Linked DNA regions of Mus musculus: all the other regions are linked to region 4. The links are chromatin contacts, called in public promoter capture Hi-C maps. All regions are on one chromosome and are shown on one strand. The core of a region is the stretch at or near the end of the contact, and the rest is flanking DNA. Distances in the headings are between cores, read along the strand shown. Region 1 holds the start of H4c6 (H4 clustered histone 6). Region 2 holds the start of Btn2a2 (butyrophilin, subfamily 2, member A2). Region 3 holds the start of Zfp322a (zinc finger protein 322A). Region 4 overlaps Prss16 (protease, serine 16 (thymus)).

The links. Promoter capture Hi-C pulls out the DNA fragments that hold promoters and counts their contacts.
Region 1: a contact with region 4 is called in a promoter capture Hi-C map of pre-B cells. The contact joins the promoter of H4c6 here to the enhancer-like site in region 4. A contact is called at or near these places in 11 of 39 promoter capture datasets (the HPC-7 cell line, cranial neural crest, frontonasal cranial neural crest and 7 more), 6 of 115 datasets of contacts at active chromatin or transcription factors (embryonic stem cells, lineage negative bone marrow cells, microglia and 1 more) and 4 of 9 other capture datasets (adipose tissue, liver, macrophages and 1 more).
Region 2: a contact with region 4 is called in a promoter capture Hi-C map of pre-B cells. The contact joins the promoter of Btn2a2 here to the enhancer-like site in region 4. A contact is called at or near these places in 10 of 39 promoter capture datasets (the HPC-7 cell line, cranial neural crest, embryonic stem cells and 6 more), 2 of 484 Hi-C or Micro-C datasets (bone marrow-derived macrophages and embryonic stem cells) and 6 of 115 datasets of contacts at active chromatin or transcription factors (acute myeloid leukemia, embryonic stem cells, microglia and 1 more).
Region 3: a contact with region 4 is called in a promoter capture Hi-C map of pre-B cells. The contact joins the promoter of Zfp322a here to the enhancer-like site in region 4. A contact is called at or near these places in 10 of 39 promoter capture datasets (cranial neural crest, embryonic stem cells, frontonasal cranial neural crest and 6 more), 4 of 115 datasets of contacts at active chromatin or transcription factors (embryonic stem cells, forebrain, pancreatic cancer cells and 1 more) and 2 of 9 other capture datasets (adipose tissue and liver).

Annotation. Positions count from the first base shown.
Region 1 is chr13:23,545,243-23,553,001 of GRCm38.p6, forward strand. It overlaps H4c6 (H4 clustered histone 6), which reads right to left and starts at 6,426. Exons shown (of 1, transcript NM_175655.3): 1 at 6,044-6,426. The coding sequence starts at 6,401. The coding sequence ends at 6,090.
Region 2 is chr13:23,483,809-23,490,786 of GRCm38.p6, forward strand. It overlaps Btn2a2 (butyrophilin, subfamily 2, member A2), which reads right to left and starts at 5,049. Exons shown (of 8, transcript NM_175938.3): 1 at 4,828-5,049; 2 at 4,025-4,154; 3 at 2,321-2,668. The coding sequence starts at 4,109.
Region 3 is chr13:23,367,414-23,374,562 of GRCm38.p6, forward strand. Zfp322a (zinc finger protein 322A) reads right to left here and starts at 1,795. Exons shown (of 5, transcript NM_001111107.2): 1 at 1,722-1,795; 2 at 707-792. The region is part of intron 3 of 4930586N03Rik (RIKEN cDNA 4930586N03 gene); the gene reads left to right.
Region 4 is chr13:21,999,395-22,006,714 of GRCm38.p6, forward strand. It overlaps Prss16 (protease, serine 16 (thymus)), which reads right to left. Exons shown (of 12, transcript NM_019429.2): 8 at 6,588-6,878; 9 at 5,697-5,838; 10 at 3,752-3,931; 11 at 3,532-3,677; 12 at 2,782-3,416. The coding sequence ends at 3,360. Among named protein-coding and RNA genes, the nearest start is that of n-TQctg1, 6.4 kb to the left of the region's middle. Within about 2 kb of position 2,332, at least 64 of the 459 cell types and tissues checked have an H3K27ac peak or open chromatin away from gene starts, as enhancers often do. A contact at or near this core is called in the HPC-7 cell line, acute myeloid leukemia, bone marrow-derived macrophages and 2 more, where this site is marked.

The sequences.
Region 1 (7,759 bases), core at 5,176-7,675, 1.5 Mb after region 4:
ACATTGTTGGCATTTCAATTATTTTTACCTTATTTTGGTTAGTTTTGTTTTTAAAGCACGATTCTCCTTGTCTATGGTTTCCGTTTTCCTTATCTGGGATTAAAAAGGTCTGTGCCTGGCTCAGTTTATCATTTAATTGAGTATACCACTGAGATGGTATTACAAGCCAGTGCTGCTACCTAGCCGAGTTTAATAGTATTGGACGGTTTAACATAAAGATTAAACTACCGTTGATTTCCTGGTTTTAAAGAATTCAGTAGGGTGCGGTGTTTTACACCTATAATCCCAACATCTGGGAGACAGATCTCTGAGCTAACCAACCTATTGTAGCAAGTTACATAGCAAAATCCTTGCTTAAAAAAAGAAAAAGGAAAAAAAAATCTATAAAAAGACTCAAGAAAGTTCAACCATTTTTTTAGAGTTTAACAAGGAAATAATAATTAAAAATAGATAGTAGAGTTTGTAAATCTTAACTGATATCAGAGGAAGCAATTGATACTAGGAAGAAAATAGCCCTGCCCTTTTAATTAGTGTCTCAGAAAGCAGGTTCAGCCACTGGCATTGGCAAGCAGCTGTAAAAGGAGTGGAGGGAATTCAGAGAAAACAAAACTGGAGTATCAAATTCAAACAGGTTTGTGATTCTGGTCTGTGACCAATAATTATAGGGGTTTGGGGGAACAGTTGTACATGAGTTTAATCCACTCTTCCACCCCTCTGAGATCCCACCCCACACCCTTGGCCAGGAGAGGGTCAGGCACCGTCTAGGTAGAAAGTTCAGGTCAAGTCAGGACTGCACAGTGTGACTCTGTCTGGAGGGGAAACATATATTATCCCATATTCTATTAAGGTCATAATAATTATTTTTCCTAGGTCTTTAACACATCTTCGGTATAATGAGCTTTTTTTTTTTTTTTTTTTTTGGTGGTGGTGGGGGAGGTTGGAGGAGTCATCTAACAAAGTGATGAATAAAAAGTGTTCTAAACTTTAGGTAAAATTAGAATGCCATGTTTCTACCAAAGGCCAAAATTCTGCTTGTCTCCGTCCCTTAACACTTCTTTACTCAAGTGGATTCTTATGGAGATTTGCTGTTAATTTTCTTCCTTAAGGCTACTAGAGAGTATAGAACAGCAAGTTTGCAATTTATAGTTTGAGGCAGATTAGGCTTACATCTGATCCTGCTAAGTCTCAAAACCTCCAAGCATCCCTGGTCTATTCGGAATCAGCTCTTTCCTGCTGCTGATACAATTCATCTGTTCTATCTGTGGCTTTACATAAGGCCAAGTGCTGCAAGTAGCCTCAGATTCGGTGGGTTTGAATAATTCTTTAAGCAGGTATATAAACCAAGGGTTTTATCCTCACTTGAGTTCTTCGTGTATATGCCCAAACCTAGTTCTTTTCATCTGTGGAAAAGAGGGTGGGACTGCTTTCCCTAGCTTTAGTTCCTGTATTGAATAAGGTCCGCAAAGGTTTTATCTGGGTGGTTAATCTTATGTATCAGCATAATGAAATGTTCTCTTGTACTCAGGGTCTGGTCTGGGCAAGGGAGGCAGGGTAACATCTAGTGTATCACTAAACTTATTACTAAGGTCATTCACCCCCGTACAGAGCATCCCTGCCTTATCTACTAGGAGATCAACAGGGTGCCGAAGGTGTTTCTGGAGAACATACAAAGCAGGACTGTCACAGTCGAAGACGTGGTCCAAGCACTCTGGAGATGTGCTTTGAGGCCAGTATCTGCAAAAGGCTCTTTTCAGGGCTACACACTTTAAACTAAGGATGACTTGCTAAAGGAAGGAGGGTTTTCTCAGTGTGTTCACCTGCATCACTTTATCAACAACCCAGTCATAGGTAGTTAGCCATTTAAACCTTTTATAATTTTTTGTTTTGTTTTTGTTAACAGCATCTTACTAGAGCAGTCTTGTGTCATCCCATAGTGATGTTCCTTAGACTTCCCATGCATTGGGATGGCAGTTGTAGAAAACATTTTTAGGGTACGAACTATACTGTGTATGTTATGTACTCCCACATTTTCTCTCTCTTTCTTCCTTCCTTCCTTCCTTCATTCCTTTCCTTCCTTCCTTCCTTCCTTCCTTCCTTCCTTCCTTCCTTTCTTTCTTTCTTTCTTTCTTTCTTTCTTTCTTTCTTTCTTTCTTTCTTTCTTTCAGACAGGGTTTCTCTGTGTAACCCTGACTGTCCTGGAACTTACTCTGTAGTAGACCTGCCTCTGCCTCCCAAGTGCTGGGATTAAAGGCATGCGCCACCACTGCCTGGTACTCCCACACTTTTTTACTGAGTTAAATGAAACTTTCTTCAGTTTTGTCCAAATGGTGTACTTTAGCAGCACTAAGCATTAACCTAAACTCACTTATTAGAAATATAACCTTGCCCAGCGTGGTGGCCCTTGGCTTTAGTCCCAGCACTTGGGTAGCAGAGGCAGAGAGAGACAAGCAAATCTCAGTTCTAAGCCAGCATGGTCTATAGATTTAAGTCAAGGCCAGCCAGGGATACACAGGAAAACACTGCTTACAAAGAACCAAACAAAATATAGATTCTCACCTTTCTCAATCTGATGTTTACAGTAAAGGAAGCCTATTAAATCTCATCTTAAGAGGAACAGACACCAATATCCAGAATGTGGAATGTTCTATGTGACACTTGTTTTTTTTTCTTTAAAAAAAAAAAAATCTTGTCATAATAAGAAAGTGGGGTTAGGGTTCTATCTAGTTCAGTTGGAAGAGCGCTAAACCAGCATACTTCACCAGCCATGTGTATTGGGGTTATGGTGTAAGTCTATAATTCTAGAAGTTGGGAGGTAGGAGCAGGAAGATCATCGGTTCAAGGTGAACTTCAACAGAATGGACAGCTGAGAGAGACCTTGTTTTTAAAAAAGGAAACAAGACAAAACAAAACAACCAAACAGTATCTGTGTGGCATGTGGTTCAAGTTTAAAACAGACTTGACCAATATAGTAGCCAGATAAAATAATTAATTGGATTCTGGCTCTTAAGGATAGTGAGATTTTAACAAAGAGATGTCAATTGGGCATTTTATTATTATTATTATTATTATTATTATTATTATTATTAAAGTCTTTTGTTTTCAGTCATATGTGAAAATTATACAGAAAATTCCCTTATTCTTGGGTTCATGTTCAAGTATTCAACGACAAAATTTCATGATATATGTCTGAAATTTACTTCCAAATGCTTTAGACTGGTAAGTTGCACAAGGGTACGAGTGAGAATGCGTGTGCAAGAACTCACCCACCCTGCCCCCAGTAGAGTCGTTGTTAGGTGGTAGAGTATACATTTATATATTGGATTGTATCCATTGTTTGTATTCAGAAATTTGAGGCAACTTAAATGGATGACACAGTTGTGTGTTAGAAACTCTTTAGAGCAATGATTAGTGAGAGGGGGGCTGGCGGGGGTGGGGTGGGGTGGGGAGAGAGAGAGAGAGAGGGAGAGAAAGAGAGGGAGAGAGAGAGAGAGAAAGAGAGGGAGGGAGAGAGAGAGAGAGAGAGAGAGAGAGAGAGAGAGAGAGAGAGAGGGAGAAAGAGAGGGAGGGAGGGAGAGAGAGAGATCCTTTGAGCAGGTAAGTATAAACCCGGTGGGAGAAGCTAGAAGCTTCATGATTCACTGCTCCAAGGCATTGCCCTGGGTCTTGAATTTGAAGTGAGCTGGAGTGGGTGGATCTATGAACAGAGTATTTCAGACTTTAGCAAAGGTCAACAGAGATGCCAGATTAAGATATGTACAAGGGACAGTCAAAAGTTTAATACTATAGAGAGGGAGAGCAGTATGTGAGGGCAGGCGTAGCAGTATGTGAGGGCAGGCGTGGCAGTATGAACAAAGAAACTTTAATATAAACAGTATAGAGAACATGTGAATAAGAAATAAGAACAGGACTAAGCTGGATGTTATGGTGGGAAACAGTTAGGTTATGTTAGTTGTGTGTACTAAATAAAAATAAAGTATGCTGTAACAATGTAATGACAAAGTGTAATTGCTTTTTGTAGCTAAGAAAAACCGATTTGCAGCACGCAGGCAGAGACCTTGATGCTGTATCAGTAAAAACTATTGTATTTTGCTTTTTAACCAAAACAATTATGTGCTGTTTTGGCTGCATGCATTAAAATAAAAAATAAAAAATGAAAAATGAAAAAAACAAAACAAAACAAAACAAAACAAAACAAAACAAAACAAAACACCAGCTGCCTCCTGAAACATGCAAAGCAACAAACAAATTCAAGACTTGCCTGAGAGCCTTTTTGCCACTTGCTTTTGAGTTAGGTGCCATTGTAAACTAATGCTTGTCATTATACTAAATAAATCTTAAACAGTACCATTGATTTTATGCAGGATACATCATAGTAATGTGTGAAATGGCTTACCAAGTTCAAAAACATAGGTGGCAGACACTGCAGACACTAACACCCAGAATAGATGACAGGGACCATCATTTCCCTCCTTACTAGTTGCCTGCCCGTCCTGTTTGCCTTATCAGACCCAGAGTAAACTAAGTATATACTCTAAGTGATACTTTCAGATTTTCTTCTTGTACTGTGTGCCCTTGTCTAGGCTTGTGGGGAATAAACTGAGTTTCACTACACTGTACAAAATTTATAAATAATAATATTGATGTATCAAACATAAAAGTGGATGTTATGTCTAGAATGTGGACTCAGAGAAAAGCTTCAGACAGAGAAGCAAGCGATTTGTCTAGAGTCAGCCTGCTGCTTAGAACTGAAGTTGAGGTTTTCTGAAAGCAAGCTCTTTCTAGTAAGTTTTAGATGGTGAATTGTTTACAGATTATGTTTAAAATCTACTAGGCTGAGAAGATTTCAAAGGTACTTTTCTCCAAAGCTAAGGCTTTGTTTGTAACTGTTATATGGGTATTCTTGATCAAATAATTAATCAAATCTAATTGTTGCAGATATTTAGAGGAAAGTCAATTTTGTCTTTATAGCTTTTAATTTTATTCATACTAAGTAATTGCTGTGTGTTAGGTTCTATAATTGGCACTGGCAGTACTTGGTTCAGGTAGAAAGGTGAAGGTTGAAAAAGACATTACATTCTTATGAGAACAAACCACACGTGTACAGATGGAAATTTCATTTGGAAGAAAAGATGTGTTGTTCAGTCTAGTTGGGAGTATAATTCATGGTTATGGATGAGGTCATAGAGGCAAGACAGATGTCAGATAAAACACAGGAGTTTGGGTTTTATTTTTTAGATGCAGGATAATCAGTTAAGAAAATTTTATTTTTGTACAAAAGAGATGAAAACTATTTAAAATTGCTTAAAAAACACTGCAGGGGAAAAGATAACTCATCATTAAAATAATTTGAAAAGGACCCAGAAAGCATACAGAAGAATGAGAAAAACAGGATGTGTGCCAGGAAGCATGTAATCTTGATATTGCTAAGTTAGGAATATAGGGTCACTAGTGTGCTTTTGGGCCCATCATTTTGACTGCGGGAGTGGTTGTGATCTCATGTATAGCAGGAGCTGTAAATTTGGAAGTCAACAAGCCATTTAGTAGTCGAATCCTTCTCAATGTGGAAAGCCTGGCTCATAGCAGGGTAACAAGTCTAAGTTGCTAAGTAATAAGGCCACTTAAAAAATATGAACCAGTCTGTTAACTAGTAATGGAGTTTTCCCTCTGGAGCAACGTTGTCAGGAAGAGCTGGCAGCCTTGAGCTTTAGCCCAGAAGTGAAACGTTAGGGTTGTAATCAAGGATACAGGGGAAAGAGCACACAGGTTAAAACAGCTCTTTAGGCCTAAGAATTTTGTTCATCATCTCTTCAAAAGTATCTTTTGCCCTTTGTATTTAGCACCTTCAAGGGAATAAGACTCAGCTTAAGCACTGGGAGAAAGCAGTAGACCTTGTCTGGATTTGATGTGTTATAATTACTACAAACTACTGGGGAAGCACTTTCATTGCCTAGATTTACCTTTTGAAAAGTCTCAGCCGCCATTTTGAACTTTAGGGACAGAACAATTACAAGTCGAGAAATGCAAACAGCTTTTTATGACAAAGTGGGTGGCCCTGAAAAGGGCCTTTGAGAAAGAAGCTCCAGGTGAGCTTAACCGCCGAATCCGTAGAGGGTGCGGCCCTGGCGCTTGAGCGCGTAGACCACGTCCATGGCGGTGACGGTCTTGCGCTTGGCGTGCTCCGTGTAGGTGACGGCGTCGCGGATCACGTTCTCCAGGAACACCTTCAGCACACCGCGGGTTTCCTCGTAGATGAGACCGGAGATGCGCTTCACTCCTCCGCGCCGGGCCAGGCGGCGGATGGCGGGCTTGGTGATGCCCTGGATGTTATCGCGAAGAACCTTACGGTGGCGCTTAGCGCCGCCTTTGCCCAGGCCTTTTCCTCCCTTACCACGACCAGACATGGCTATGGAGCACTGAGTTGAAATTCCTTAAGCGCCCTCTACAGCTGGTATATATATGGCGAATGCGGACCTTTTAGAGGACTGAAAAGGCGCGGGCGGGAAGGTGATTCTGTATCCGCCCCTCTAACTCACTGGCTGAATCCTATTGCTAGGCGGAAGGCACAGCCCCTGTGGCGAGGGGAATATGAGTTTTCCGCTTTTCTCTTGGAGTTCTTAGTCACTAGTTTGTGTCCTTCAGGAGCGTACTTGTAGGTTCTGACAACCGATAGTTTATAATTCTCCCAGCCACTCATCATTTTTAAAAAGGAGGTTGTTATCCATACACTTATCTACAAAACCGGATATAGTACAGTAAGGTTATCTTTTAGGTGGAAGATTTACGAAAATGTAACTTCTAAAATTTTGCAAGCATTATTAAATCTCACTTATGAAGCTCTTTGCATTTCTCAGAGGCTTGCACATAGCTCTGTTTTCAAGTCTACAAAGGGCACTAGTATTGATTGAATATATACTGCTTCCCTTTTTTTTTTTTTTTTTCTCGAGACAGGGTTTCTCTGTGTAGCCCTGGCTGTCCTGGCACTCACTCTGTAGACCAGGCTGGCCTGGAAAGATGGAGACTTGCTCAGAGTTGAAGATCTAATCTTTTTAATAAACGCTATTGTTGCTGGGGAGGACTTTTGTGTTTCATGACCGGTAGCCACCGTTTTCTTTTTAGCCTCTGTAGTACTGGTTTGAGCCCCATCCTTGTGTAGAGAGAGGCCATCTTGAAGATGTGCTTTGGCTATTGCTTGTGTGAGACGTTTCTATGATAATGGTAGAGAAACAAACAAACAAACAAAAAACCCAAAAAAACAAAAAAACAAAAGTAACTACCATGTACTCAGGATGTGCTTATCCCAATTACCCCACAGAACTTTTCTATGCTTCTTTCCAGAAAATCACCAGTCCTCACCCCACTCACTCTGTACATACCAGAATGCCAAAACTAGTGTGAGTACAGTGGGGTTAAATAGCACAGTGGATTCCTCTCCCCCACCCAAGGAACTCAAAGGTCACTTAAGGGAAACTAAGTTCAGGCTGTGAAGTGTGACATGACATCAGCTCAGCATATTCCTTCCTGCTGCCTAGTAAGTACCCCAGTGAAGCAGCCATATCCCAATTGCATTGACCTTGCCCTGAAACTTGTTGAGCACAGTTTCAGTTATCTAGACTGTAGATGGGGATGTATTTGCACATTGGAGAATGGGCTTTTCTAAAAAATCGAGGACTTAGAATACTCCTCAAGTATGCAAGATGCTATTTAGCTTCCACACACAGTTAAAAGGTGTTACAGAGGGGAGAGAGAAGTGGGAGGGGGG
Region 2 (6,978 bases), core at 3,799-6,298, 1.5 Mb after region 4:
TTTCTATCTTTCAGGGTTCCCCATCTCTCATGGCCAAACAGAGGGAAGGCAATGGCTCCCAGCTGTGCACTAAACACAAGGGCTGCCACCACAGAGCTGAATCTTGACAGTCAGAGGTGTTTACCTCCTGGGGACTCACTCGAGTTGGTAATCTATAGTGCTCTCCCAAATTCACCTATTAGGGAGATATGAATACACCTGATGTAGTCAAAACAGTGTCACCATTCAATGTATGTCATTAAAAGGCTATCCTAGAAGCCTTCAGCTGAAGAGAACACTAGGCATGACAAACTTTTAGATGTGTGGTTGTGGGACATTTCTGTTGCTTTAGGCATGCCCCACAAACGTTTATTGACGAGTTCTTTTGTTAAGCTTACTCAATATATTATACCAAAGAAAGGAGAATAAATCATTCAATAAACTGAAGTCCCACGCTTTGTGCTCTATTTTATTTTTTGTTGTTTGTTTGTTTGTTTGAGATAGGACCTCACTATATAGTTCAGGTTGGCCTCAAACTCACAGAAATCCTTCTGCCTCATCCTTTGGGTGCTGAGATTTCAGCATATGCTACCACATGGGGCTATTCAACTTGATTTTTCTGTTTGTTTCTGAGACAGAATCTCAGGTAGCTCACGCTAGCCTCCAACTGGCTATGTAGTTGAGGATGACATTGAACTCCTGATCCTCTTGCTTCCATGTCCCAAGTGCTGGAGTGGGAGCATAGCTATGTGCCATGATGTGGAGATCTTCAATTTGACTTTGCCCAGGAAACAAAGCCATAGACGCCCAGCCTCACTCAGAAAACTTGATGTGGAATAAGATTCAAAATAACGTGGCCGGCCAGACCTATATTTGAGAGATCCTGTCTCAAACAACAACAAAAACAACAACTCCCAAACAATCCAACAAAAACAAACAAACAAAATCCCCACAAGACTTGGCAATCTGAACAAAATAATTTTATAAAACATTCCATTGGGTTGAGAGACAACAGACTTAAGGATGAAATCACCTAGCCAATCGATCCAACAAACAAACTATGAATGAATGAATGAATGAATGAAGAGCTGAGAGATGGCTCAGTGGTTAAGAGCACAGACTGCTCTTCCAAAGGTCTTGGGTTCAATTTCTAGCAACCACATGGTGGCTCACAAACATCTGTAATGGGATCTGATGCCCTCTTCTGGTGTCTCTGATGTCTCTTCTGGTGTCACTCACACACATAAAATAAATACATCTTTAAAAAATCAAGCAAAGGGTGCTGGGAAGATACAGCACTTGCTGTAGTGCTTTGGATGCTTAGATGCTCAGCAGATATCCAGAAGCTTAGGTGGTCTCATGTCTAAAACCCCAGCCCTGAGGCAGGGGATGAGGAGACGACAAGAAGATCCTGGTGGCTACTTGGCCAGCCAGGAGAGCAGAGCAGAGAGATCAAAGTTCATCAAGAGACCCTGTCTCAAAAACTAAGTTGGAAAGTGACTGAGAAAGACACCTTTGGCTACTACTAGCATACACACATAAGAACACACACACCATCTAGTTATACATTTTATAACAGTCTAATTCAGAGCAGGGCAAGTCAGTGCACCATGCTTACAGGGGAAGAGTTGGGGTTCCCGGAAACCACAAGCACCACTAACCAATCCTGAACTTCTACTGTGAAAAGGATCAGGTTACAAGCGTCAGGAAACCTTCCTCCCTAAGAAATCATGGCTCCCTTCCCGCATGCCCAGCTTAATTGCCAGTTCTATCATGAAGCTTTGTAAAATGCTCCGGGTAGTACTCTTACTCTGTTCCTCTACGGGGCCACCAGTCTTAGTATATAATTCTGCTGCTCTACTTAATATTGACATTATCTGTTTACGTGTCAATTGCTTTCTTTACAATTATTACAAGGAGAAATGGGGAAAAGGGCAAGGCAAGGTTAGCTGAGGATGGTGAAGTTTGTGATACAGTTTGATATCCCAGTACTTGGTAAGGAGGAAGGAAGATCAGAAGTTCAAGGTCACTGTCAGCAACAAAGTGAGTTTAAGCCTGGTCTGAACTATAAGACTAATATTAACCAGTGAAATGCCTGTTGTGGTTTGGGGAGGTAATGCTTGTTTATCTTAAGTACCCCTGCACACTTCTAACAATGCCTGTCACTCAAGAAGCAATGGCCACAGCTTAGCAGAGCTCATTCAGGTGAACTCTCGAAGCAACCCTCCCTATGTAAAGGAGATTACAGGCAAGAAATGTGCTAGTCTGTGATGAGAGACATTCCCCCCCCCCAAAAAAAAATCACACTGGGAAAAGTCAACAAAGGTAAACAGTGACTTACTTGCCACCATAAGCTTCATGGTTGCCTGGTCATAGGACCTGCCTTCCTGGAAGTAACAGCAGTAGATGCCATTGTCATAGGCTGTGACATTGTGGATAATGAGCGCAACTCTTCCCTTGCTGATGTCTGTGCGCATGAAGGTGGTTCTTCCTCGGTATGCCACCATCTGCTCCTCTGGTCTCTCTTGATGGCCTCTGTACACCAGCACTGCAGGGAAGAAACGCCACCGGAACCACCGCACCTCCATCTCTTCGGCATTTCTCTCTGGTGACAGGTGGCAGTGTAGTGTGGTATTCTCTCCTACCATGGCCAGGATGGGCTCAGCTGGTCCTATGACAGTAAACTGGGCTATTTGACAAAGGGGGACAATCAGACAGGAACTATAGCTGTTTCACTTAACTCATGAGGTTTGTTTTTGTTGTTTGTTTTGATTCTGTAGTTCCCAAGAGTGAAATTTTTAGTGACAGTTTTATGTCACAATGTCATACACCACTCAAGCTATAGTCTGGACATTGTCCTGGTTAGTTTTAACTGTTAGTTCCACTTGACATAACCTAGAATTATCTCCTAAGAGAATCCAAATTGAGAAACTGCTTAAGTCACTGGCCTGTGGGCATCTTTGTGGGAGATTGTCTTAGTTGTTAATTGCAACAATGTTAAGGCCACCCACACCATTCCCTAGGCAGGGGGTCCTGACCTACTTGAGAGTCTGTTAGAAGCCAACAAGCAGTATCTTCCATGGCGTATTCTACACTTCTTTGGCAATAAAGTTAGTTCCTTGGTTGGAGGTAACGCTGTGTGGGATAGCAAGCAGTCCTGCCTTCAAATTCCTATCTTGACTTCCCGCAGTGATGGACTGTGGCTTGCATTTGTACCTAATTAAACACTTCCCTTTCCTACGTTGCTTTTTGAGAGCGTATTTATCACAGCAACAGAAATGAAAGGCCACAGGGGCTTCCTAGTAGGCTGGTAGCTGTGGTTGGTGGGCAGCATTTCTGGGAACAATCCCCCAAATATTTCAGGAACAAAACACTACCCATGCGTGTGGTGCACACCCACGATCCCGACACTGAGGAGATGGAGGCTGGAAGATCAGCTCTTCAAAGTTATCTTCAGCTTTATAGCAAGTTCAAGCCCAGCCATGAACAAAAACAAAATAGTCACCCTGAGCATAAAGTATAGATCCAATGCTCAGAGAGACTTGTTCTTCAGTACAATGCCTGAGTGTGGCACAGACCCAGGATTCCAACCACAGCCTGTGCATGCTAGGCAAGCACTCTACCGAGTGAGCCACATTCCTAGCCCCCTTGTTTTGTTTCCTGAGATAGCATCTTATTATGTACCCCTGGCAGACCTTGAATTCCTGGCAGTCTTGTCTCAGCCTCTTAAGTTTATAGGTGTGTACCTCCACACCTGGCAAGGCATTTATATTAATATTTGATTATGTGGTGTTAAACAAAATATATCATTCAAATCTACGTCATCTATTTTTAACTCCTTTGAATGTTGCCACTTGGACATTTACAGATCTCCTTTGATGCTCTAGCTATATTTCTGTAGGACAAAATTGGGATAAATCCAGTGTCCTCATTCAGAAAGATGAGCCAACACAGCTGCAGTCCCTATTCCTGTCTCTGTCTATCAGGAGAACTGTGGCCATTGCTTTCTGAAAAACTGAGAGGAGCAAGAAGCCTACAACTGTACCTGAGACCAGCACAAACAGGCTGAGGACCAAGAAGAAGAGAAGGGAGGCTATCGGGCAAGAACGCAGGGAAGTTGTAGGCTCCATAGGTCTTCAGGACAGAGTCACCTAGGTCACGTGTGGACAGAAAACCTAGAAGTACAGAGGATAAATCACCCACGGTTCTCATGTACATGACACCTTTTTGTCCCTATGCTGGTCTCATGAGCACTCAGACTTCTGCCTTAGATGGACTCTTGCCCTATGGAACTGGTTATACCTTAATAGTTGGATTCACCAAACATTCTATTAAACAAACAACATAAGCACCAGGCAGGCAGTTTTCTGTTGTCTTAGGCTCAGTTGTCTTTCCAGAGTCCAGTTTCTTCAGCTGTCATTTGATATTCCTCCCCCTCCCTCCTCCTCTTTCTTTCTTCTTGGGCTTTCCTCCTCCTCCTCCTCCCCCACTCCCTCCTCTTCCTCCTCCTTCCCTTGTTCTCTCTCTCCAGCCCCTTCCCTCTTCCTCAACCTCCGGGTCTTTCTCCTACTTCTCTACCCAGTTCTTCCTCCTCTTTCCTCCTTCCCTCGTCCCAAGCCTTCTTTCCTTCCTCCTCCCCTCCCCCCTCGCCTTCCCTGTACTCCCTCCTCCTGGTGAACCTCAGGTAAAACTAGGTAGGTGAGACTACCCCCCCCCCCCCAGGTATTCTTTCCAGAGTCAAAGATCTGGCTTTTCCCTCCCAGCAGCCTGTGTTGTGACACCCTACCCCCACCCCCTATTCCTACAGCCCCTGCTAGGACTCAGAGCGCTCCCCATCCCCTCCCCTACCTTCTAGAATTAACTGCGTTTTCTTTTCTTCTCTGACCCTCAAATGCTGATTATCTTGCCTTTTCTCTACTCTCCAACTTGTCGCTGAGCACAGTCGCCACCAGAGAACAAACTGCTACAGTAGAGAGGAAAGAATTTTCTGTTCTCCATTACTTGCAAAGTGCTGGGACTCGCGACAGCAGACCTCGGAGGACCCATTCCGCGTGCAAGTCTCACAATTTCCACTAAGCAGTTCAGAGCCCGGGATTGGCCTGCCTTAAGTCATCAGCCAATAGTATTCCTATGTCTAGCAGTCACTTGTTACTAGGTAGCATACACAGAAACAATCCTTTCTCCCTCCTGTCTTCCTTTCCCTTGTGCCCCTTTCTTCCCTTCCCTCTTATTGCTTCCCTTTCATGCGCTCCTTTCTTCCCTTCTTCTTCCCACTTGAGAGGTCCTAGAGTTGGGCTTGGTGTCCAGAGGCCTCATCCCTGTGTGTTGAAGTGTGTGTGAAGAAGGGAGTAAGGGAGCCAGATGCAATCCGGGTGTGCTGACTCACACCTTTAATCCCAGCACTCAAACTCTTGGATTAACTCTTTTGGGACAGGGTCTTACTAGCCATGGCTGATGTCAAACTCACAGGCCTGTCTCTACCTCTGCATGCTGGAATTAAAGGCATGGAATTAAAGTCACGCCTAGCTTGATTAACTCTTAAGGGAGTAGACAGTGCTAAGACTTTGTTCTTTAGTTTTAAAAAGTCTCCCATGGGCTGGAGCTATACTCAGTGGTTAAAACTACTTAGTGCTTTTCCAGAGGCCAGTTCAAGGCCAGCCTGGTCTACAGAGTGAGTTCCAGGACTGCCAGGGCTACACAGAGAAACTCTATCTCAAAATCCGAAAAAGGAAAAGGTGTTGGTGGAGAGCAAGACTCAGACTGAGCAGTAGAAATGGGTTACACTTGCTATGATCTCAGTAACGACCTCACTCCCTTCAGACCATGTATTGGTCTGCTGTCTCAATTCTGTTTCTTCTCCCTTGGAGTAGACTACCCTTGGCTGGTTTTTCAGCAGTCTGTCACGATCTATGAGGATTCTTTTGATTGTCTTCAGAGACCTAAGAGTCATCAAGAGGCAAAACTCTTTTCAGTTAGAAGCAGCCAGATCAAGTTGATGCCTATTTCCTAAATGGTTGTAAGGTATCTAGTGTGGTCACAGCAAGCTTAGAGGTCACTGAATCTCCCTGTCTCATAAACAACAGCTCTTAAAAACAGGAATTAAAACAGGACTTTGATGACTGTTTTTTAAAAAGGGCATTTGAATGGTGTCTCTGGCCCTTGTTGAACCTGACATTTTGAACTTCTAGAAGGATCATGTATGTTTGAGCAGAGGCTTTCTTTTTAAATGATCTTATTTTATGTATTTTATATGTGTGAGTATGTGCCACATGTGTGAGGTTGTCTTGGCGGGGGGGGGGGGGGGGCAGAAAAGGACATGAAATCCCCTGCAACTCAGTTGCACTCAATGCTGTGGGTGCTGGGAGTAAAACCCCCGGGCCTCTGGAAAAGCACTAAGTAGTTTTAACCACTGAGTATAGCTCCAGCCCATGGGAGACTTTTTAAAACTAAAGAACAAAGTCTTAGCACTGTCTACTCCCTTAAGAGTTAATCAAGCTAGGCGTGACTTTAATTCCATGCCTTTAATTCCAGCATGCAGAGGTAGAGACAGGCCTGTGAGTTTGACATCAGCCATGGCTAGTAAGACCCTGTCCCAAAAGAGCTAATCCAAGAATGCCTGGCTATCATCTGGACAGGAAAACCTGCCTCAGGAAAGCTGTCTGTTGAGGAGACTTTAAGAAATAGTATAAAAGCTGCTTTAAAAAGTAAATTGGTATAAAGGCCATCTCTTCATTCCTGAGAGTATTTTCTTCCATAATGGTCTGTCTGCTATCATCTCCCCAGTACTCCTACTTAACCTTTTATAAACTCCATTTTTCTTCTACATTATACTTCCTATATACATCTGAATTCTTTTGGAGAAATCACAAAGCTCAGGGGAGCTAGAAAGTATGCAGAGTGAGTCCCTAGCAACAGAGAGACAGCTCACTAGAAGAGTACGTGCCTAGTGTCTCTGAGTCTATTGCTTTAATCTCCAGTATTGCAACAAAAACTTCCATA
Region 3 (7,149 bases), core at 545-3,044, 1.4 Mb after region 4:
CCCATCCTCCAAATCCTTACTCCAGGCTACTGTCTCTAACATGCTTCCTTTACCCCTCCTAGGAAGGGAGGACTTCTGGTTTTTGTTTTGTTTTGTTTTTTTCACGAGCAACACCAGACTCCATTTCATAAGCGAAGAGCAGACAAAAGTTCAAATAGACAGGCTAAGCAACAAAACTTCAGAGCTCAAGATTCTTTTCGGTTAAAGGATATATGGGATGATCAAACAGTAAGTATTTAACGTATTGTCTTAAAAACCATACTTGCTGTACAGCCTCAGACCAGGGGTTGCCTCAATTTTCATTGATTACATGGATTATGGACATTTAATCCTCCCAAGAACACTGTAAAATCAAATATTACCACCATCTTACTGATAGAAAACCTGTTGCTATGACAGTTACCTAATTACACAAGAACTCACAGGCAGTTAAGTAACAGAGCCAGGTTTAAATATCCATCCTAGAGCCTGTCTGAGCATTGGGCACACTGCCTTCTTTGTATGGTAAATCAAAAGAAGGACAATTGTTGCAAATCTGCTGTGTATGCCTGTTAGAAAAATAGGTGTACTGAAAGGTTATCAAAGGGCCACTATGTTAGTCACCAGAAAGACCCTTTTCCTTTTCCCAAGTATGTTTTACCTTCTTTCTTGTCCCATCCCTACTCCAAAATTCACATTTATATAGAAACAGATGTATGCCACTTACCTTAACAAGAACCCAACGATTTATTTTTTTCAGATCCACAAGGTCTCTAATCCAGAAGTACTCATAATATTTAATTCTTCCCTCTCCTAGAGGAAAAAAGCAGCAATGTTGAATGAGCATGACTGCAAAGCTTACATTTTTCCTTTTAACAGTAGGCCATTTAAATAATGTCCCATGCACTCTCCAATCCTGACATCATCCTTCAGCAAAATTTTGCTCATTCTAATGTTTCCGTTCCTCCTTCAAGAAGCCGTTTCTTTCTGACCTGCTCTACACAAAATAACAAGAATTCTTCTAGCTGAGAGATTTTTAAGTTCAGAACAAAGCCCTGGGCCTTGTTTTTCTTGCTGTTAAGACGGGGAGAGTCTCACGTAGCTTAGGCTAGCTTCAAAATCGCTAGGCAGCTTAAACTGGCTTTTAATTCCCTATCCTCCTACCTCTACCTCAAACGCTCAGGTGACTGATAGGCGCATTATTATTTCAACTTCTGAGATCAAGGATTCATTCCTCGTGCACTAAAACCTGTAGGAATACGATTCATGAATGCAATGTTACACAGGACCAAGGCTGCTAAAAATAAATGACTATGGAATGCTTTGAGCAAACAGATTCTGCAGATTCCGGGGAACTCAACTAATCTCCGCCCTTAAGGCTGGGGGAGGGTCCCCCCAGTGCCCATGGTTGTCTAGACATTCAGGAAGGCTCCAGACTGCATTCGAGCCTGGCTCCATTACTACCTCCAGGACAGTCTCACAGGTTTCTCCTCCCAACTTTTCGTTGACAGCGACAAGAAGGGCGCCGCGCCTGGCCCGGACCCCTCTCACGGCCAAGGACCTCGAGGACCCGCTGAACGCTTACTCCGCCGCCCAGGGCGGCACTTCCGGTGACTGGACCCTCAAGCCGGAGCTTCCGGGGCCGAGCACTCGGCGATGGCCGATTCGGTCCCACGGTCTCCTAGGGAAGGAGAGTGGGCCGAGATGCTGAGAGGTCGGCAAGCCAACCGCCGGATACCAACCTGGAGAAGCGGTCCCCGCACACCACAAGGCCAAGACAAACCGCTCTCACCAGCAAGGACAGGGAGGCGTAGCCACGCCCCGAGGCACGTAACTACCCCTCATAGGGCTGCACCGGGATTCCGGGCCAATAAGCACCGGACCTCCCGAAATGGGCGGAACCTGAGCGCGCCTGCGCCCTGGCTCTTTCGCGTCCGACAACTACCTTTTCAGCTCCTGGAATTTGGGACTGCAGCAGCTCCGGTACCCACTGAATTGAAACCGTGCCCTGCGCCCGGTACTGCGGCTCTGAACTTCTGTTTTCTTTCTCCACGGCTGTTCAAATCAAGAGTTAGGAGTAGTGTCTCAAGGATAGATGCAGCGGACTCGGTTTTAAATACCTTGAAAAGCCGGAGAAGTGGAGAATTACAAAGGCTCTTTGGTGCTGTCACTCATGCCAGCAAACTATGAGAAGCTTTGAATAGGCAGCGGCGGCGTGGCCTTATTGCTGGAGAAAGCTGCGGGGAAACCGTGTTGAAAGGATTTCTGTCCTTTCTGATTGCGATTCTAGGCTGAAGACAGATTCAGAAAAAAAAACAAAAAACAAAAAAGAACAGTCAATATTTTCCCTACTTGAAAAAAAAAATGTATGTAGGCTGGCGAGATGGCTTCTGTCGAGAGTGAGGAGCAAAGAGTGCTTCTTGCTAAATAAAACCTCGCGACCTGAATTTGATCTCTGAGACCAATGTCAAAAGCGGAAAGAGAGAACTAACCGTAAAAGTTGTCTTCTGACAGGCATACACAATAATAAGTATATAATACACACACACACACACACACACACACACACACACATATATATATACTATACACATACACACATGTATATAACAAAAACCCTCACATGGGAAGTGAGTACTAGAATTCTCTGGTCTGGAGAAGAACTTGGATTGGCTGTTAAATTCTAGAGTTAGGGTCTGAGGATGGCAATTATGTATTCTGAATTCACTAATTCCTGTTTTCAGAATTTGCAGAATTTCTGCAGCTTATTTTAAATTAAAATTTTAAGACAAAAAATCCCACCAGTGTCATTCAAATATTTAAGTTTTTTTTCTTAGACTTATTTTCTATGTATGGGTGTTTTATCAGCATATATGTGCACGTGGTGTGTGCGCGCGCACTCTAGGAGGATGTCAGATCCCCTGGAACTGGAATAATGCATGGTTTATGAGCTACCATGTGAGTGCTGGCTGGAAAATGAACCAGGGTCATCAGCAAGAGCAAGTGGTCTTAAATGCTGAGCCATCTCTCTAGCCCTAATTTTAATATTTAAATAACTTTTTATTAACTGTTTTTAGTGTAAGATGTACCAAACACAATTCGAATCACACTATAGAATGAGCTGTGTATGGCTATATTAGGAAGAAATGTACACATGTTATTGCAGGAGAGTATGTGTTTATGCCATCCCCTTCAGCTATAAGAGTGTTGAGACAATGGACTCAAAGGATTGGAATTGTGATAGGAGTCTTCTGCTGAGAACAAGGAAAGGACTAGGGCCTTGGCCAGTGGGAGAGTTAGGGCAGGATTTCACACAGTCCTGACTGTGATGAGTGGGGCTACTTATGATTGTAGCTACCAGGACTCCTTACTTATGCACATCTCATGACCTTTAAAATATTCTGAACGTCGTGTTAGTGGTTGAACCCCTTTACTTACTCCTCTTCCTAGTGTGACCATATTGAGTAAACCGCTTTCACTGCTTTGTCTTGCTTGTCTTTTTGACAAATTGAAGACAGGTAGCTGAGCCTAGCTTGGTAGAGCTACCAAGGTCCATGCATAGACTCTTAACAGCCACTGTAAACCGGAAGATTAACTTGCCGACTTATACATTTAATAACGGGAAGCTGATTTGAACCAGAATCAATTACTGGAGCCGCCGCCATACTTATGGCTACCTCAGAGTATTGTGGGGAAGTGCTGGACAGCACATTACGAAGGTGTGATAAGTGCTGAGCCACTTTAGTCAAAATATTGGCCCAAGCAGAGTACTTAGTGCACTCAGTTTCTGAACATTCGTTGCTATTCTCTACGTCATCTGGCATTACAATACAATACAAATACACAGGCCATCTCAGCCCTGAGCTGGCTAGTCTCATGCTCACATTCTAGGATGAACTGCAGATGTCAGCCGTTTCGTTGTAAAAGATGGTGTGGGAGCACAGAGATGGGGGCACTTGGCTTGCATTCTGCAAGAAGTTCAGAGAAGAATAGACAGTTAGGCGTGACGTAAAAGATTATAAGTATAAATAAGATGAAAATGAAGTGGGATGGAAACAAGCCACAGTTATTTCAAAGAAGCAAACTTCATCTTGAAAGAAATGAGAAGTACAGGCCAGAAGGAAGGTGCCTCTGTGGATAAAGATGCCTGTTGCCTAGGCTGAAAACCCAAGTTTGATGCTCAGTACTTAGGAGGCAGAAGAACTGACTTCCCATGCTGTCTTCTGACCTCCACACTTGTATGGTAGCATGTTTGTACCACCCCACCCACACACCACATATGTACACAAAGTAAATGCTTTAAAAGAGAATTAACCCCGAAATTTCAAGCATACTGCAGCAGCCTAGTTATATCTGAAGTTCAAACATTTTTTAAAGTTTTTTTTTCTTTGTGTTTTCAGTTTTAGATGCTGAGACAAAGATAATAAGTAAAATTGACTTTTGCTGGCAGGGTCAGATACTACAAAGAGATCAGGTGAAGTAGACTCCTGGGTGATGTTTGGATGGTATATACTGTGAGCCATGTTTATATGGTATAGACACTTGTGTTCCAGGCACCTTATCAACCCTGTTTCTCTTTGTTTTCTAAGTTGCTGAAGCATCTGAGGTTTTCCACTGACACACAGAACAATAGTGCACAAGTATCAAATTAATTTGGTGAACAATTAATTTGCAGGTCCCACTTAATTTTAAAGTAAATGAACATTACATTCTACTGTATAATATAGCCAAGTACTACAAGTAGAAAATTGTAAAAGTCAACTTCTACCTTTAAAATAAAAATTGAAGCCAGGCATAAAGGCACACACACTTAAGCGTAGCACTTGGAAGCTGGAGGCAAGCAAAACTCTATGAGTTTAAGAACAGTCTGGCCTACATAGAGAACTCCAAAACAACAGGGCTAATAATAATAAGACCCTGTCTCAAACCAAACCAAACTGGCTGTGGATAAAGGTTTTTAAGCAGTTGACCACCAAAGACTTGGCAGGAAAGATCTCAGGTTAAGCATGGGTAAAAGAAGATATATATTTGTTAGCCCAATCATGAGTGCAGACTGCCTTGCAACCATGACCTTATAAAGTTTAAAGAGGCCAAAGGACAATCTATTAATGTTAAACATTCAGTCTCATCTAATACTCTTGAGGGAAAGGAAATGTTTTGTACAGCTTGTCAGTCCCCATTCCTAACAAGCAAGTATGATTCATTTGGACAACTGTAGAAGATCAGAAGGAAGACAGGTGTTTGGGGTCCAGCCAGTTGTCGTTGACTCAACAGTGAGTTCCCTGTCCACTGTAAATCACTAAGTTTAGTTTTAAAGAGGAGCACATGGGGTATAGACAACAGTGGTGAATTTCCATGTGCTATTTAAGGTCACACAAAAGCTGGCTGTGAAAATGGGACTTCATCCATCCACTTCAGAACTGAGCAAGTTCATCTCAAAATATCCTCCAAAGCCATTGTTCTGGGTCAGGTTGGCTCGCTGACTCTGTGACAGGAAAAAGGAGGACAATTAAAGAACACACAAATAAAGCCATGATGTTGTCCTTAATGTCAGCTAAAAAAGTCAATAGAAGTTACTGCTTATCTCACAACATAAAGATATTTATAGTAAAAACAGATAATGTGATGCTCACTTATAAAGAAGACAGGGCTTTCTACCTAGATGTCTCTCAACCAGTAACTTTATTACAATAGTTGGAACAAAAGTTTTCTTTCTTGATTTCTTGGGAAAGTTGTTTTAGCCTTTTGAATGAGAATGGTCCTATAGGCTCATGTGGTCAAATATTGGGTTTTCAGTAGGTGGACTGTTTAGGAAGGATTAGGAAGTATGGTCTTGTTGGAGGAAGTGTGTCACTAGGGGTGGGCTTTGATGTTTCAAAAACCCACACCATGCTCAATCTCTCTCTCTGTCTCTCTGTCTCTGTCTCTGTCTCTCTCTGTCTCTCTCTCTCTCTGTCTCTCTGTCTCTCTCTCTGTCTCTCTGTCTCTCTGTCTCTCTTTCTTTTTCTCTTCCTCCCCTTCTTCTTGTGGATCAGATATAAACTTTCAGCTACTGCCCTGGTACCATACCTGCCTACCTGCCACCATGCTTCCCACCATGATGCCAATCACAGACCAACACTTTAAAACTGTAAGCAATCCCCCAATTATAAGTTGCCTTGGTCATGTTATTTCCTTATAGCAATAGAACAGTAACCAGGACCGGTATATGTAGATTTGAGGATGTTTTGCTATGGGCCTATTGTTTCTTCCTTTTTGCTACTTGTACTCATTCAAAACCAGGAACACACCTGGGTTGGCTCATTGTCTGGACTGTAGAAATGGTAAAATGAAGGTCAAGGAGACCAGGCCACAACAACTAAGAAATCAAATCACAAGAAACCACAGGACAAGAAGGAAATAGCCCAGCAGCTCCTTTCAGTTCCTACTCTGGTCTCAAGGAGAAAACAAAAAATATATAAAAAGGACATAAAGATAGAAGACCAAATGAGAAATGTAAGGTTTCCTGGGGACTGGCCCAACTATGCCACTCCTAAGTTACATACTTAGAAATGATATTAGGAAAATGAAGTCTAGGTTTGAATGGCCCAGCCTATGCTAACTTATCTCCTCTCCCAAGCTGTCAAGCATCTGAGGGCTTTCTTCAGGATTATGGGTTTCTGAAGAACCTGGATTCCTGGATGTGTACAGCTGGCTAGGTCTCTCTATCAGCTTCTTAATGGGGCTCAGCAATGCCCCCCAACTCTCTCATATGGAAACCTAAGGCTACTCAAAGAGATACTTACTTGGTCCCTGGTATGGGGCTATACATTTTTCTTAGGGTTTTTATTGCTGTGAACAGACTCCATGACCATAACAACTCTTATAAAGGAAAACGTTTAATTTGGGCTGGCTTACAGTTTCAGAAGTTTAGTCCATTATTGTCATGGCAGGGAACATGGTGGTGTGCAAGCAGACATGGTGCTGGAGAAGGAGGGAGCTGAGAGTTATACATCTTAACCCGCTGGCAAAAGGGAGAGAACCAACCTGGGCTTCTGAGATCTCAAAATCTGCCCCCACAATGACACACTTCCTCCAACAAGGCCACACTTGCTCCAACAAGGTCACATGTCCCAATAGTGCCACTCTTTATGGGCCAAGCATTCAAACACATGAGTCTATGGGGGCCAT
Region 4 (7,320 bases), core at 1,082-3,581:
TAAGAAACTCAGTCTTTCTTTGTATTTCACCTTCTGGATCCTTACAACAGGACGAAGCAAAGATCAAGCAGAGGTGGCATGGGGCAACAAAAAGTTGAGCGATTTAACAATCTGACTCTTCCTCCTGATACAGCTTATTGGAGTTGGTGAATGAATTAGGTCATGAATGCTAACCAACAACCCCTCAAAAAACGGTCTTTCCAATCACACCTTTGCCTCATGCTCCAATTCCTGAACAGGAGAAAGAAAGAGTGCTGAAATCTTGTTAAGACTGAAGTAGCTGCATAGGAGAACATTCTGTATAATTCTACATGCTAAAAATATTTAAAGCATGACCATCCTCAGCTTTTGTAAAACTGTTCAAATGTGTACTGAGGAAATAGTAAGGCCATTCTTGTTCTTAAGTGCATAAAACCTGTCATTAAATTTGCTAAATGTAACTTAAAAAAATTGTATGGGTGTTTGTTTTGTCTCCATGTGGATCTGTGCACCACACAGAGAAATGAGAGACTACTCACTGGTCTGTTAGCTCAATCGCTGCTAACAGTGCCAAGGTGAGGATGAGCCCCTCTGTGCAATGCACAAGTAACATTGAATTCCAGATTTGTTGTTCTTATCTTCCTCGGCTCCCTCAACCCAACTGTGTTTTAGAGTCTCCAAAGTTTTTTTGTTTTTTGTTTTTTTGTTTTTGTTTTTGTTTTTTTTTCCCCCCAGGCAATGTCCTCTCTCCTGTAACAAGTGCTGGGAACACCTAGCTATGTGGGGCAGAGAACCCCAAAGTAGAGCATTCCCTGCTTGATGAAAAACTGGGGGGAGGAGATTAGAAAAGCTAATTGATCTTAGATCTTCTTTCCAAGTCAGTCCTGGAATCGAGCTCCTTTCTCACGTTGTACAGACCTACAAAGTAAAAGAAATGCATTTCTATCTGCACCTTTGTCCTGTGAATTTCCTGGAGGAGTTGAAGGCTGGCTGAGATTACACATCGTGGGCTAACTAGCTCTATGGACTCCAGCACATACTGGATTAGTAAACATGAGACGTGTTCTGTGTCTGACTGACAAGGCTGATGTCATGCTGTGTTCCTCCTGGTCCTTTTTTTTTTTGTTATCTCTGCCAGTCTTACATATGTAAGTGCAAATAGAGCATTTACAATCATCTGGGCTTCATCTAACCCAGAAGTGAGCCTTCATAAAAAAACCCCTGTAGTGCTCACTTAATGCATTTATTTTAATTGTATATCTGAGATTAAAACATAAAGGCAAAAGAAAAATAATAACAAAATTTCTCTGTTCTGATAAAATAAGATACATGTTGCTCTTGCTCACCCTCCTTCCCCACTGTCCTTTGACCTCCTCCTTTCATTGGTCTCCCTTCTCCTCTACAGTCGTCCTCTTTCAGTTGATGTGGTTTCATTAAATTATTGGTTTTGCAAGTCTGGGAGACTTGCCTCTAGGAACAGGTTGGGAAAAGAGGGAGGCTGTGCTTGAGATTTTTTATTTTTTTTTAAAGCTTTTTTAAACCAGTAAGAGTGAGGTCCAGACATGTCACCCTGGACATCTCATCTCGAGACTGGCAGGAGTAAGAATTACTCCCTCCCTGATCTGGCCTGCATGCCCAGAGGCACATAGCCTTACAACTCCCACCTCCACCACTGTTTAAGTAGACACTAGCCTGGTGGCCAACTTACAGGTTTAATTTCCCCTCTTCCTATAAGGACATGTCTAGCAAGCACCTGGAATTCCTCTTCATGTAAATGAGGCATTCCCAGCACCTCAGTCCCAGCAAATGATGTACACTCATCCTAAAATCCCCCAACCCACTTCCCAGGTGTGCAACAGTGCCTGAATACCTGGAAGGCAGGAGCAGAACCGGTCAGACACATGAGACCTATCCAAAAGGCCTGAGAATGTTAGAGCGAAGAAGATTGACCGAATCCATGCAGGTCTCACACTGCAAGGAACTTTGCAGACGGCACATGCAGCATAGTAGGAGGGAAACCCCAAGTATGTGGATTCTGCATGGAGTGCATGATTCTCTTTTTGGGGGGGAAGGGCAGCATGACTCTCTTAACAGATGATAAGCACACACCATGTGCAAGGCCATCACACACGCTACAGTTAGACCTGGTGAGGAAATGTGGTTAGAGGCTAATAAAAGACCCAGGGTGGTTTCTGTAAGCAGAACTAAGGTTAGCCCTAAGTGTTAAAACTTGTTCTCTGGGTTTGAACTTCCTCACAGAGAGAGAGGTTACACCTTTTCTGTCTAGCCTTCCCTCATTCTCAACCTGCCCCTTAGAGTCTGTCACTCCCCTGGACTCCCTATGTCCTAGTATTAGTGGCAGCTGCTCATAGGGGTGAGCTGTGCTACAGCCTAAGAGACTAGCTTTGGGACCAACCCCCAAACTGGAACGTAGAAAACCAGGGGGACTAGCCAGAACTCAAGACTTTTCAGGCAAGAAGCTAGAGTACTGGAGAGTGGTGACATTTGCTTGTGGGGAGAAGAAGGGAGTAAAGAAGGTACTAAAGGAAGATCAAAAGAAGGAGGAGGTTTGTGTAGCCTCCCATTTCCTCCAAACGGAAACACACAGAATGCAGGGACAGACTATTGGTTCCCTTTCCTAGAGCTGTGACCACATAAGTGACAGGAAACACTGAGGGAAGGGCGGGGCTTGCTTTGGCTCGCATTATGGAATACAGCCCATCACAGTGGCAGAGGTATTCGAGCTGGGCTGTGAGGCAGCTGCTCACATCATGCCCACAGTCACAGCAGAGAGAAATGAATGCCGGTGCTCACCATTTCTTTTATTCAGCTGGGAGTTCAGTAATGGGTGTTACCACCATTTCAGGCGGGTCTTTCCTCTTCAGTATAACTTTACTGAAAACGTGCTCAAAGGTAGTCAGTCAGTCCAGGGTTATGTTTCCATGTGATTCTAAATTCAGGTAGGCTGACAATGAAGTTCAACTACCACAGACTAAAACTCAGGAGAGACAGAGTCAGGATGTGAAGAGTTCTATGCAGTAGGTGCCAGTCAAGAATGAAGAGACAGAATTTAAGCCAGGTTCTTATCTGGGAGAAGGCGGCTCCAGCATGGAAAGCCACATTCCCCTGACATTTACCATACAGAATATCACTACCTACAAAGGACAGTAATCATTTGCCTACATTTATACTAATCCGTGACAAAGAACTTCTAGTTGGCAATGAAGATAAATTGAGAACAAGCAGGCAGAACAGGCACTGAGTCCCACGTCTAGGAACTTCCTCCTTCCAAACAGCTGTTTTCTCTTCTACAGTGAAGAAAAATGCCAGGATGCAGTTCCTGTGATGGGACTGTCAAAGGGCTGGGTTTTGATCCCACATCAACTCTGGCTCTTCTTTATATCTTTGAGCCAATCCTGTAATTGCTGGGAGATTTTCTGTGAAGAAGAGATGGAGAACATTCTGGAGTCAGAACTCAGCACCAGTAAAAGATGAGTTATACAAATAAGTATGTGAGTGAGAATATAAAACATTCAGGATCTTTTCTCTTACCTGACGTCCCAGGCGGAGGCTGGGAGAGTCTGAAGGCCTCATAGGTGCCATATCGAAGCAGTGGGAAGCACTAGGAATTAGAAGGGCTGGCTCAGACAGTCCTAAGTCCTGTGTTACGCTCAATACATGCCAAGGATCTGTGTCTCCTGGAAAGAAAGGAGAGGATGGCACTGCACTGAGACTACAATGTTGTAGAGCCAGGCCCTGGTGGTACACTCACCATTAACAAACAGTACTTGGGTGGCTCCAGGGCTCTGACCACCATAATAGGAGTTTGTCTGGGCCACAGCCTGGGCAACAGATGCAGGTGAGAGGCCAAACACTTGTTCACACAGCTCTAGCTGGAAGGGCAGTGCTGGGAGCTGGGAAAAAGGACACTGAAGACCCTCACAGGTGACATCTGTGGAATGAGAATATTTTGAAGTGTAAAGAATACATATAGACAGCCTCCTGCTCTTCTCCAATAGTAATTTTTAGAACACCCACAGTAGTGACCTCGTGAGTTCACAGTTCTGCCCAACAGACCCACATCCCAGATCATTACATTCCCAAGTGACAGGGCTGTGACAGAAAAGGACAGGAGGTAGGGCTCTTAGAGAGAACACATGGGCCCAGGGAGGGCATTCTGCAAGAAGAAGGCCTTGAGTTAGGATGGGTAAGTCAAACAAAAAGAAGAAATAACCAACCCGGAAGAGAGAAAAGTGAACATGCAAAGGATTAGAGGGGAGGGAGAATCTGGAATGACTGCTTCTCAAATTGGATCATGTCCACGCTGCTTAAAAACCCATATCTCACAGTGTTCTGGGTAAATCATACTTCCTTGACCTCACATGAGTTCCTTCCTTCACATTTGCTGAGCACCTACAATGCACTCAGACATCTCTTGGGCAATACTGGGCAGAAAGTGGCAACCAATATAGTTCCATGTTCTGCTGTTATAGCACTCAGAAGGGGACATGGAATGCTAGCAGATTAGAATGTACTAAAGAACACAGAATAACAGAAGTGGGACTTTTTTTTTTAATCTATAGAGATGATGCAAGATATTGAGGGAAGGGTATCTTGAGGTGAGACAGGAAGATGAGCAAACCCTACAAAACGGGAAATGGATCACTCTGGTACATTGAACAGGATGTGCCAAATTCCTAAGCTGTAGGGGGCTGGTGCATTGGGCAGCCCAAAATATGCAAAGCTGTGTTATAACAGCAGTAAGAAAAGTACTGTTATTATTCTCAGTTTAGAGATGTGGAACCTGGCTAATAACAGTTAGGCACTTGCCCAAGTTTGTCCAAAAGCACACAGACAGAAAATGGAATTTGGACATTTTATTTCATGCCACTACCCTCACTTGTCTTCAGAAAGTGTAGGAAGAATGTAGAATTCAACTCTGATCTGGGTGTGGTAGCATATGCCTGTCATGTCAGCACTCTGAGGCTGAAGCAGGAGGACTGCTGTGAGTTGAAGGTAAACCTGGGCTACCTGGTAAGACTCTGTCCCCAAAAAGAGAACAAAGGCTTAGCTCCTCTGGGATGGAATGACCAAATTTGACAAATGATACAGGATACCTATATTTAGATACACAAACTCCCCACTACTTTTGTACATGTGATGCATGAGTTTTTAATCTGCATCATTTTTGTTTCTTTTCTGTAGTTTAGAAACTACATCCTGTATTTTTTGCCCGGCAACTACAACATTGAGTCACTGAAATGCAATCCCATATTTAGGGAGATTTCTCTGGCCATGGTGTAGAAGTCAGACTGCACAGGTGAAGTACAAGCTTTGAGACCGAAGAAGTCTGGGTTCCAGCAGCAGTGTGTGGCACCTCTGTCAGGACCACAGAGTAAGAAGTAGAGAATGGGAAGATTGAAAACTTGTTCAAGTTGCAAGTGTGTAAGACTCGGTGCTTGACAGGACATCCAGACAACGGGAAAGAGGCACAAGGCACAATCTCTAGCCCAGTGAGAAAGGCTAGTGATATTCTAAGATAGAATACAGGAAGCACAAGGAAGGAGGGTCCATTTTATGTTGAGAGTAGCATAGGAGGTGGCTGTTTACTTGCTCCAGTCAGACACTTTTGCAGTTACAGAAGGTCAGCTAGTTGTGACCATGAGTTCAGACCATCTTTAAGATGCTTCGGTTTGGGAGTTAGGTGGGTCACTTACAGAAGCCAAACTCAGTGCATGTCTGGTACAACCACTGCCGGTCCCCCACACCAGACACTTGCGGTTCGGTGTTGCTCAGCTGTGCCACTGTCTCTGCCCGGGAAAAGCTTAAACACTTCTGTCCCATGCTGCGCAAGACTATCTAGAGGAGAATACATACATGAACGTATAGGTTCACCCATTTATATATAGCTGCATGTTCCCTCTTCTCCTAGTAAGCCAGGGCCACCGGCATATAGTAGGACTACAGGTAAAGCATGAGGAGAAGGGTAAGTTCTTGAGGGTTTTCTGGGTGTTAGTAGTCAGTGGACATCCACCAGAGGGGGTCCTTGTAACCCATGTCCTAGGTTTTATCATCTGTGAGATCCCAGGCAAGAGGCAACCGTTCTACCTGTTCACTCTTCTGTAAGTGGGGTATTAATAGTGGCTTTCACCTGAGAAACTAATGAAATAAATTTTGCGACATGTTCTTAAAGAACCTTGTCCAGAATTAGAGCAGGAAAAGTGATGGCGAAATTTTAACTGTAGAACGGGTGTGAGTGTGTGTGTGGGGGGGGCACTCCTTAAGTCTAATCTCAGAACTCCCTAACACTTCAGTCATAAATACTGTTGTGCACTAGCTGTTTGCCAGACACTGCTGCTGCCAAGACCACATAACAAGATAGAAGAGATAGTAATCTTGTGGTCTCTACATTTGTATACTGTGTGTTTAGCTCTTGGTTACTTAATAAGGTAATTTTACTATCAGCTGGATGAGACATGCAAGCCTTATTATTACAGATAAGGAATCTGAGGCGAAGAGGAGGATTTCGGTCGTCTGAACTCGGTGAAGGTGGACGCTCAGCTTTGGCCCATTAGTCTCTGGCTTACAAGCGCGTCCGGGTGGCTTACCTGTACAGCCCGGCGAAGCCCCAAGTAGGGCGTGGAGCGGCTGCGGTTTCCCCACTTCCCGAGCAGGAGACCGCAGAGCTGGCGCACGCTTAGCGGCGCTCCCGCCTGCCCGTCGTACTGCACGGTGCCGCCCACCAGCGCCTGCAACGCTCCCAGCAGCTCCGCCTGGTCTTCCGTAAGGTCCAGGGACCCGCAGGCGCCCAGTTCCTCCCTCAGCACAGCCTGAGCCGCCGGGCCTGCGCGCAGCAGCCGCTCCACCTCCGTGAAGGCGGTGGAGGCCGCCGCCAGACACTTCGGAAAGCGAGAAGCGACTTTCGCGGGGGGATCTTGATTTTCCTTCTTTGGAACTGCATCTTCTTGGGGAGGTTCCCAACCTCACTCCCTGTCCTCTAAATTTTCCCTCCCAGTGTCCCGCATCCTCCTTAGCTTCTGACTTTGACTCAGGTAGACAGAGTTCACTAGAGCTCCGCCCTCGATGACTCCACCCCTAACCCACCACGCCCCTCCTCGAACCGCCCTCTACTGGTTTCTCTTTAGCCCAGCCCTCCCTTCCCCTCTGATTTGGATCCCCACTCATCCCGACAGGGTCCCTCCTCTCTAGAAGCTTCCTCAGTTTTCAGTTCCAGCAGCTTGCAAAACCAGACTGCGTCCCTGGGCTAAGGTCTTGTGCAACCTGGCTGTCCTAAGGCTGGTCCCCATTCTGCCCTGATTTTCCCGAACTCTTTTGGTTCCC